Regions from separate parts of the Urocitellus parryii genome. Here region 2 is linked to region 1. The links are chromatin contacts, called in public Hi-C maps. All regions are on one chromosome and are shown on one strand. Each heading gives the region's core, a stretch centred on a gene start, on an enhancer-like site or on the middle of the called end of the contact. The rest is flanking DNA. Distances are from core to core; before and after follow the strand shown. Region 1 holds the start of Cops6 (COP9 signalosome subunit 6). Region 2 holds the start of Azgp1 (alpha-2-glycoprotein 1, zinc-binding).

What was found. A called contact is a pair of places that touch in the nucleus more often than the background predicts.
Region 2: a contact with region 1 is called in a Hi-C map of liver, with 5 times the contacts expected there. The contact joins the promoter of Azgp1 here to the promoter of Cops6 in region 1. A contact is called at or near these places in 2 of 2 Hi-C or Micro-C datasets (liver and muscle).

What each region holds. Positions count from the first base shown.
Region 1 is chr9:29,990,630-29,994,289 of mUroPar1.hap1, forward strand. Cops6 (COP9 signalosome subunit 6) reads right to left here and starts at 1,629. Exons shown (of 10, transcript XM_026413152.2): 1 at 1,551-1,629; 2 at 1,222-1,347; 3 at 888-1,019; 4 at 463-551; 5 at 302-364. The coding sequence starts at 1,605.
Region 2 is chr9:30,122,917-30,126,422 of mUroPar1.hap1, forward strand. It overlaps Azgp1 (alpha-2-glycoprotein 1, zinc-binding), which reads right to left and starts at 1,555. Exons shown (of 4, transcript XM_026413180.2): 1 at 1,466-1,555. The coding sequence starts at 1,541.

The DNA of each region.
Region 1 (3,660 bases), core at 379-2,878:
ATTAGCTCCTGAACCTCACTATGTGCCAAAAGTTGAACTGGGTTCTTTCACACATTTTCTTATCAAATTTCCCCAATAACTTGGTGAGATAGGGATAATCCCAATCTGACATGAAAATGCCTCTCAGAGCTTAAGTGACTAGCCCAAAGTCACAGCTTATAGGTGACAGCATGGAGATTCAACTCTGACATTCTCCAATAGAGAAGAGATGTCACAGTAAAACATAACATGGGATGAGGATACAAAATAAGAACAATGATAGACAAGAATGACAAGCAAGCCTGGGGTCAATAATACTCACATCTGTGTGCTTGGTCATAGGGTTCAACTTAAGAAAGAGGGGGCTCTCAATTATCTCGCACACCTAGAAGAGAGTCATGCACAGGGAAGTCAACACCTCATCTTTCTTCTTCCCCTCATCCTCTATTCTCTGCCCAAGCATGCACATGTGAGTGTGTATACCTGCTTATGGACGTGGATGTCGGAGGGGTCAGGCGGCCCCCCTGTGGTATACCAACCCAGAAACTCCAGCTCCTTGAATACCTGTTTAACTGGAGAGGAAGGGGCCAGAGCACACAGTATTCCCTTAAACCATCCTTCCTTAGTTTGAAGCTCCTGATTTATTTCCACAATTTCTCCCTCCCTCCTCAATTCGTGGCTAGGTTTAGAACAATTACTCTTTTCTACCCAGGCTTCTTTCATTTTTCACTTTTCTTGTGGGGGATACCTGAATGTGTTCTTTTTCTGAGAGCTACTCTCCCTTAATCTTCCCTCCTGTTCTAAATCTTCTCTCCTGTTTATTCCTTCCCAGCCCTCTTGATATTGTCCACCTTGAGCTTTTCTTTTTTAAACTCCCACCCTCTTCCCCACTTCTGTTCCCCTCTCACACTGCTCCTCCTTGGTGTAATAATATTCCTTGTCAATGATAATCTTCTCTTCCACGGTGTGGGACAGCAGCTCAAAGGAGTTCATCACTTCAATATTTCGGCCCTCCTGCTTCCCGATCAGAGCCCCAATCACTAGGGAGAGAACAACATGTAGGAGATGAGGGTAAGGAATCTTAAAATTTTCCCTAATCACCTGAGGGTCTGAGGTCCAGTGTGAACCAAATATTGGAGAAACAGTGATTTAAGGGTGGGGGGATTAGCTTCAGTAAAGGAAGGGGGAAAGAGTGAAGGAGGAGACCAAGGAGCTGGATTGGGTGTTATGCAGAACACTCACCCTGCACAGGTCGCCCCTCCTGGGAGCGCATGCGGATCCAGTGGTCTGAGATGTTGAGAATGACAAGGGGATGAAGAGCGACTGAAACACTCCCAGTCACTCCGGAGGCCATCACACTGGGGACTACTAAAGGCGGAGGAAAAGGAGAAAGGGTGAGAGTCCGCGCCCCACGTTCTTCCCTGGAGATGGGAGTGGGGAATGGCAGAGCCCGGGCCGTACATCCTTCCCGCAAGTTACCCGGGGAGAGATGTCGCTTCTCCCAGGAGTAGAGGACGGCCTTAACGCACCCCGGAAAGGTATCTCCAGAAGCCGCCCGCACCGCCCGTTACCTGCTGCATCCACCTCCATCCCGCTGCTTCCTCCGGTCCCGTTCGCCGCCGCCATTTTCCCCGCGCCCGCCAGCGTCGGCCCCGCCCCCTTCCTTCCCGGCTTCCGTCGGCGAGCCGCACATGCCCAGTGTCCGCGTGGCGCGCGGAGCCAGTCCCTGCCCGCGCCGGCCGCGAGCGGCTTCTAGGTCCCAGAGCTCGACTGGGTTTCGAGCCGATTTTCGGTGACGCCGCTCTGCCTCTCGTCTGCGCCCCCAACCTGATCTTCCTCATGAGTAAAATTGGGGTAAGGATGCCCCGTTCAGAAGGCTGTTGTAGAACGAAATCCAGATTTCGGACCACACCCTGCAAGACCCTGCGTGATCTGGCCCCTGCTTGTCAGCCCTGCCGGGCCTCAACTTTTCCAAGCTTTGGTTCTCATGCTTCAGACACACTGGCCCTCCTGTGTTTTCCACACGCACGCCTCACTTTCTCACGCTTTAAAGGACTAATTCCTTACATTTTGTTTATAACTTTATCCCCTGTGACTCAACATGGTGCCTAACACATTAGCACCTAAATAATTTTTTGAGTGAATACCCCAGCAAGTTACATATGCTGTCCCTTCTGCTGCCTCTCTAGTTTACTAATCTGGCTTTTTTAGTATATCTCCGTACCTTCATCTGAAGTTTAAGCCCCTAGAAGGCAAGTAGAGACTTGTATCTGGTAAAGCCTAGTGTGGTACCAGGAGATACTTTCTGATGATGAAGATGACTTACAAGGGAGTTAGGCAATTTCCCCACTTAGGAGTCTGAATGAAGGACCAACTACCTTCAAAGGAAGCCATCAGAAAAAATCCGTTGGGAGAGGGATCTTCTAGGCAAGGAGAAGTTAAAAGAGAGTTAATCTCATTCTACTCTCCAGTGAAAAACTTAGGAGATCTGGACCAACTGAGTTTTCATAGAAAAGTAAATATGCCTAACTTCTCTTTAGAAAAAATAAGGTCAGGAAAAATGTAGGCAGCTTCTAAGGAGTACAGCATTGAATTTGAAGGCTACAATAAAAAGATAAGAAACAGTTTAATGTTAACCTTTGATAGTTTTCTTTGCTATCTCACATAAAAGTGCTCCTTTGCCTTTTTGTTATTCCAAATGCTTTTGCAACATTGGTCAAATAATTATATAACTCCTAAGCAGTGATCATTGTGAAACTTATGAAATTGAATCAGTTGATTATACATGCTTCAGAAGTAAACTTACTAAACACTTCTTAAAAATACATGTATTAAAGAAAGAAAGACTACAGCTGGGCATGGTAGCACTCACTTGAAACTCCAGTGACTTGGGAGGCTGAGACAAGAGGATCTTGACTTCAAAGCCAGCCTCAGCAGAAGCAAGGTGCTAAGGAATTCAGTGAGACCCTGTCTCTAAATAAAATATAAAATAGGGCTGGGGATGTGGCTTAGTGGTAGAGTGCCCCTGAATTCCATCTCTGTGGTGCTAAGGGCATGTGCACACATACACATACCCCACCACCACCACAAAGCACCCCTGGATTCATTCCCCAGTACCAAACCAAATCAAACTAACCAACCAACCAACAAAAAACCACTCAAGTTAGCTCTCCATTCTCTTTTTAGCTTCCAACAAAATTACACATAGTGCATCAGTCTATTGTTTTAACTTTTCCTTCCATTGGGTGGAGGTAACTAGGCTGGTGGGGAATAGATCAGAGGGTCTGAGAAGAAAAGGTAAGAATGCAGTGAGACCTGCAGGAGAGAGTCCAACCTGGGTCACCACTTGGTTTTGTCTGTGGTGTTGTCAAGCAATTGTTCCTCTTGAGGTGTGTTAGTGGTTATCCATCCATTCATCCAACATTCATTTAACAAATATTTAGGAGTGTCTACTACGTGGCAGGCACAGTTCCAGGTGCTGGGGAGATAACATTGAACAAAACAAAGTTTTGACCTCATGGAGCTTATACTCTGATTGTAGAAAGCAGACAATAACAATACATGAAGATATTAAGAGGGATTGGCAAGTGCTGTTTAACATGGAAGGGTAGAGATCTGAATGGAGTGAAGGAGAAAGGCATGAGGATATCTGGTGAAGAGTATTCCAAGCAGAGAGGACAA
Region 2 (3,506 bases), core at 305-2,804, 130 kb after region 1:
GATTTTATGGGTTCAAAGCTTCAAGGAGTTTGCCTTGAGTCTCAGTTGAGACTTTGGATTTTGAATTAATGCTGGATGAGTTAAGACTTTGGGACTTCTAGGGATGAATTATTACATATTTTACAATATGAGAAGGACATGAACTCTTGGGAGTTAGGGATGGAAAGTTAAGAAGAGAGGGAAAAACTAGACATAATCTGTATTCCCTTTTCTTTTTCTATGTGATGCTTTGTGTTGCCTCAGACCCCGCCAGCAAGAAGGTCACTCTCAGATTAGGCCCCTTAGAACCATCTACCTCCAGAACCATGAGCCAAAATAAATCATTTTTCTTTATAAAGTTAACCACCTCTGCTGTTTCATTACAGTAATGAAAAAGATGACTAAGTACATCAGTAGACCCTGAGTAAAGCAGATTATTCTCCATAATGTGGGAAGGTCTCATCCAACTGGTTGAAGGCCTCAAGAGAAAAGACTAACTCCTCCCTCCCCACCAAAGAAGAAAGAATTTAGTCTCTGGACTATGTTTGGATTCAAGACTACAATGTTAACTCTTTCCTGAGTCCCCAACCTGCTGGCCTGTTCTGCAGATTTTAGGATAAGCCAGACCCTACAACTGTGTACCCCATTCTTTAAAATAAAATTCTTTCCCCCATTAAAAAAATCTATTTATCTATCGATCTATGTATCTGTCATTTATCTATTACCCATCCATCCCTCCATCCTATTGTGTCTCTCTGACTAATCTGGATTTTGGTATAGAATGTGCTTAACATTCTAAACATGATTGTTATAAAACAAAATAAAAAAAACTATTTGACAATTTGTGACTGCAAGGAATTTTAAATTTGCACAGGTTAAAAGCCCATAGCTCATCTCTCTTCATCCTGGACCCTTGATGCCATGAATAGCCTCCTTCCCTGTTGTAGCATTGACTCTGGATTTCCCTGAGTGTCCCCACCTGTCCTCCATCCCAGCCCCTTGCCTTCTAAGCTCATGGTTGGGTGAGGACCTGGGTTTCCTTTAGCTAACTGCCTTCTTGCTTGCCCCTGGGAAGCCCTCCCCCCCGCCCCCGTCTCTCTCTTTCTCTCCTCTCTCTTTGAGTCAGGCAGGTGTGCCTATCCACTGGAAGGAAGGAAGGAACAAGATTAGAAGCAGCTCTCTCTGTGTGTGTTTCTGCCTCATTTTGCCATTTAATCCCAGGAAAGTCACTTTGCCTTTTCTATGTCTTAGTTTTTTTACTTGGGTTTTAGATTCAAAATCTTTACAGTCTTAATGAGCAGGAGTCCAGAGGCCCCTTGAATGCTTCTAGAAGTGTGAGCTGAGTTAGTTGATGGTCTTGAACACCCATGACTATGACGTGCCTGGGAATCCCAGCCACAGGGGGTCCTTCTCCCTGCCATTCTGTCTTGTTCTTTGCCTTCCCACCATTCTTCTCCAGCACCTATCCCTTGCTTTCCCCACTCACCAGCTTGGGTCTCCTGGGGGACTGCATGACCCAGAAGGAGCGGCAGAGACAGCAGAACAGGTACCATTGTTACCATCGTGTCTGGCTGGAAGGTTCTGGACAGGAAACAGCTCTTTCCTTGGGTCCTGGCACCATGCCCAGGGGAGGTGAATTCACAGGCCAATGAAGGAGCCAGGATGGGTTCCTCCCCAAACAATGTGAAAAAAGGATTCATGAACCGGCTTGGCAGTGTGGTCAGGAGGTCTATAGACAGGCTCTGCAAACAGAGTGGAGAGAGCTGATCTCAGGACTCTGAATTCCTTGGGTGAAAAAATGGGTGGGCTAGAGGTGTGGGTAAAGAGTGGCAGACATCTGGGATGTGTGTCTATGGTGACACAACTGCCCTGGGGTCATTGGGGGGATTGGGGTGTTGTGGGACCATACTTCACCCCTCTCCTCTGGAAAAATTCTTTATATGTCAGAGCCTGGGTAAATCCCAACTAGTGAAACCAAGGGGACACCTAAACTGACCCTCTAGTGTCACCTGCTTTTAGTTGACTTTAAAAACCACTAATTTTGGAAGTCACTAGCTGGGCAATATATTATTCATCTCTCACCAGGTTTGCTATAGTTGACACCTCTGACATGTGGGTCATGATGGTAACATAGATTAGGTTATTTTACAGGGACTTGGAAAGCCATTGACTTTTCAGTTGGGTTTGCACAATTGTTTGATGCGTGACCTTTTGATGGCAGAAGGCTGAAAACTCCGCCTTGGAATCATGTGTTGTCATTTTGGTAACACTAGTCCCGTGAAGAGAGATAAACATTTGACTGCGCATGTGCAGACCCCGATTGCTTCACCTCCAAAAACCTTTCTTTGCACCTAAAACATCCTACTTTCTTACTCCATAGATATCCCCAAATCCGACCTGACAGGAGGCAGATTTGATATGTAGGGTTCGCCCTCCGCACTCAGTTGCTTGTGAATAAACTCTGTTTGCAAAACTTGTTCGCATTGATGGCATGCTGTGTGGGGACTGGGTGGTGGCAGGGGTGATGCAAACTTGGCCTGATTTGGCACCACAAGGGGACAACCATTATTCTCTCGCACACTGCTCCCAACCAGAGCGTCATCTTGAGGACATATCCACCTCTTTCCCTTTCCATGCCTGGGACATCCCGACCTTCCATCATGGAAGCAGAAACAGCCAGAAATAGGCGTGCACAGGGCTTAGGCACAGCAAGCACTTGCTCCTGTCCTGCCCGTTGAGTCAGGAGTCAGGGAACCGAAGCGGGCACAGTGGACATCCCTTCCTAATGGGTCTGGACAGTGACCCAGCTCCTGTGAGCTCCCCAGCAGTGGTGGCTGAGGTGGAGCCAACGTCCAGTGCTTGACGGTACCGGCGGTCAAAACTGTGGCATCTGCCGCCCCCTGCTGGCAGCTGCGGTGCATCCGTGAAGTGATTTTGACTGTTGCTTCTGCTTAATGCTGAGCCTGGGTTCTCCAGCCCTTCTGTGGACTCTGAACGCTAATCAGCCTACAAATATTCTGCTTAAAGTCAGAACTCAGTTCTGTTTCTAGCAATGGTTGATCCTGACAGATACAGAAATTTATACCAGGATTATTTTCAGGCCACAGTCTCTCAGGCAGCTGGAGGACTGGGAATCTGAGATTGGTTATAGGGGCCATACTGGGGCTGAAGGAAGTGAAAAAACGAAAGACTTGGGGAAGTTTTGCTGGCCTAGTATGCAGTGGTGGCTAAAACTGTGGACTGAGTTCTTTCTTGTGGTGGACAGGAGCAACTGTCATTGAAGGCAACATTTGAACTCCCTGGGGGGTGATACTATAGGACAGTATGAAGGACATGAGGAATCCAAGGAGTGAAGGATGGGAGTTTGAGCCATAAAGTGGCAGGAAAGAGAGTAAAAGAATAAACCCCAAAGCTGAAATTATTAGCCGAGTTCGTTAGCACATGCCTTTAATCCAGCAACTTGGGAGGCTGAGGCAGGAGGATTACAAGTTTGAGGGCAGCCTCAGCAACTTAGCAAGACTGTAAGC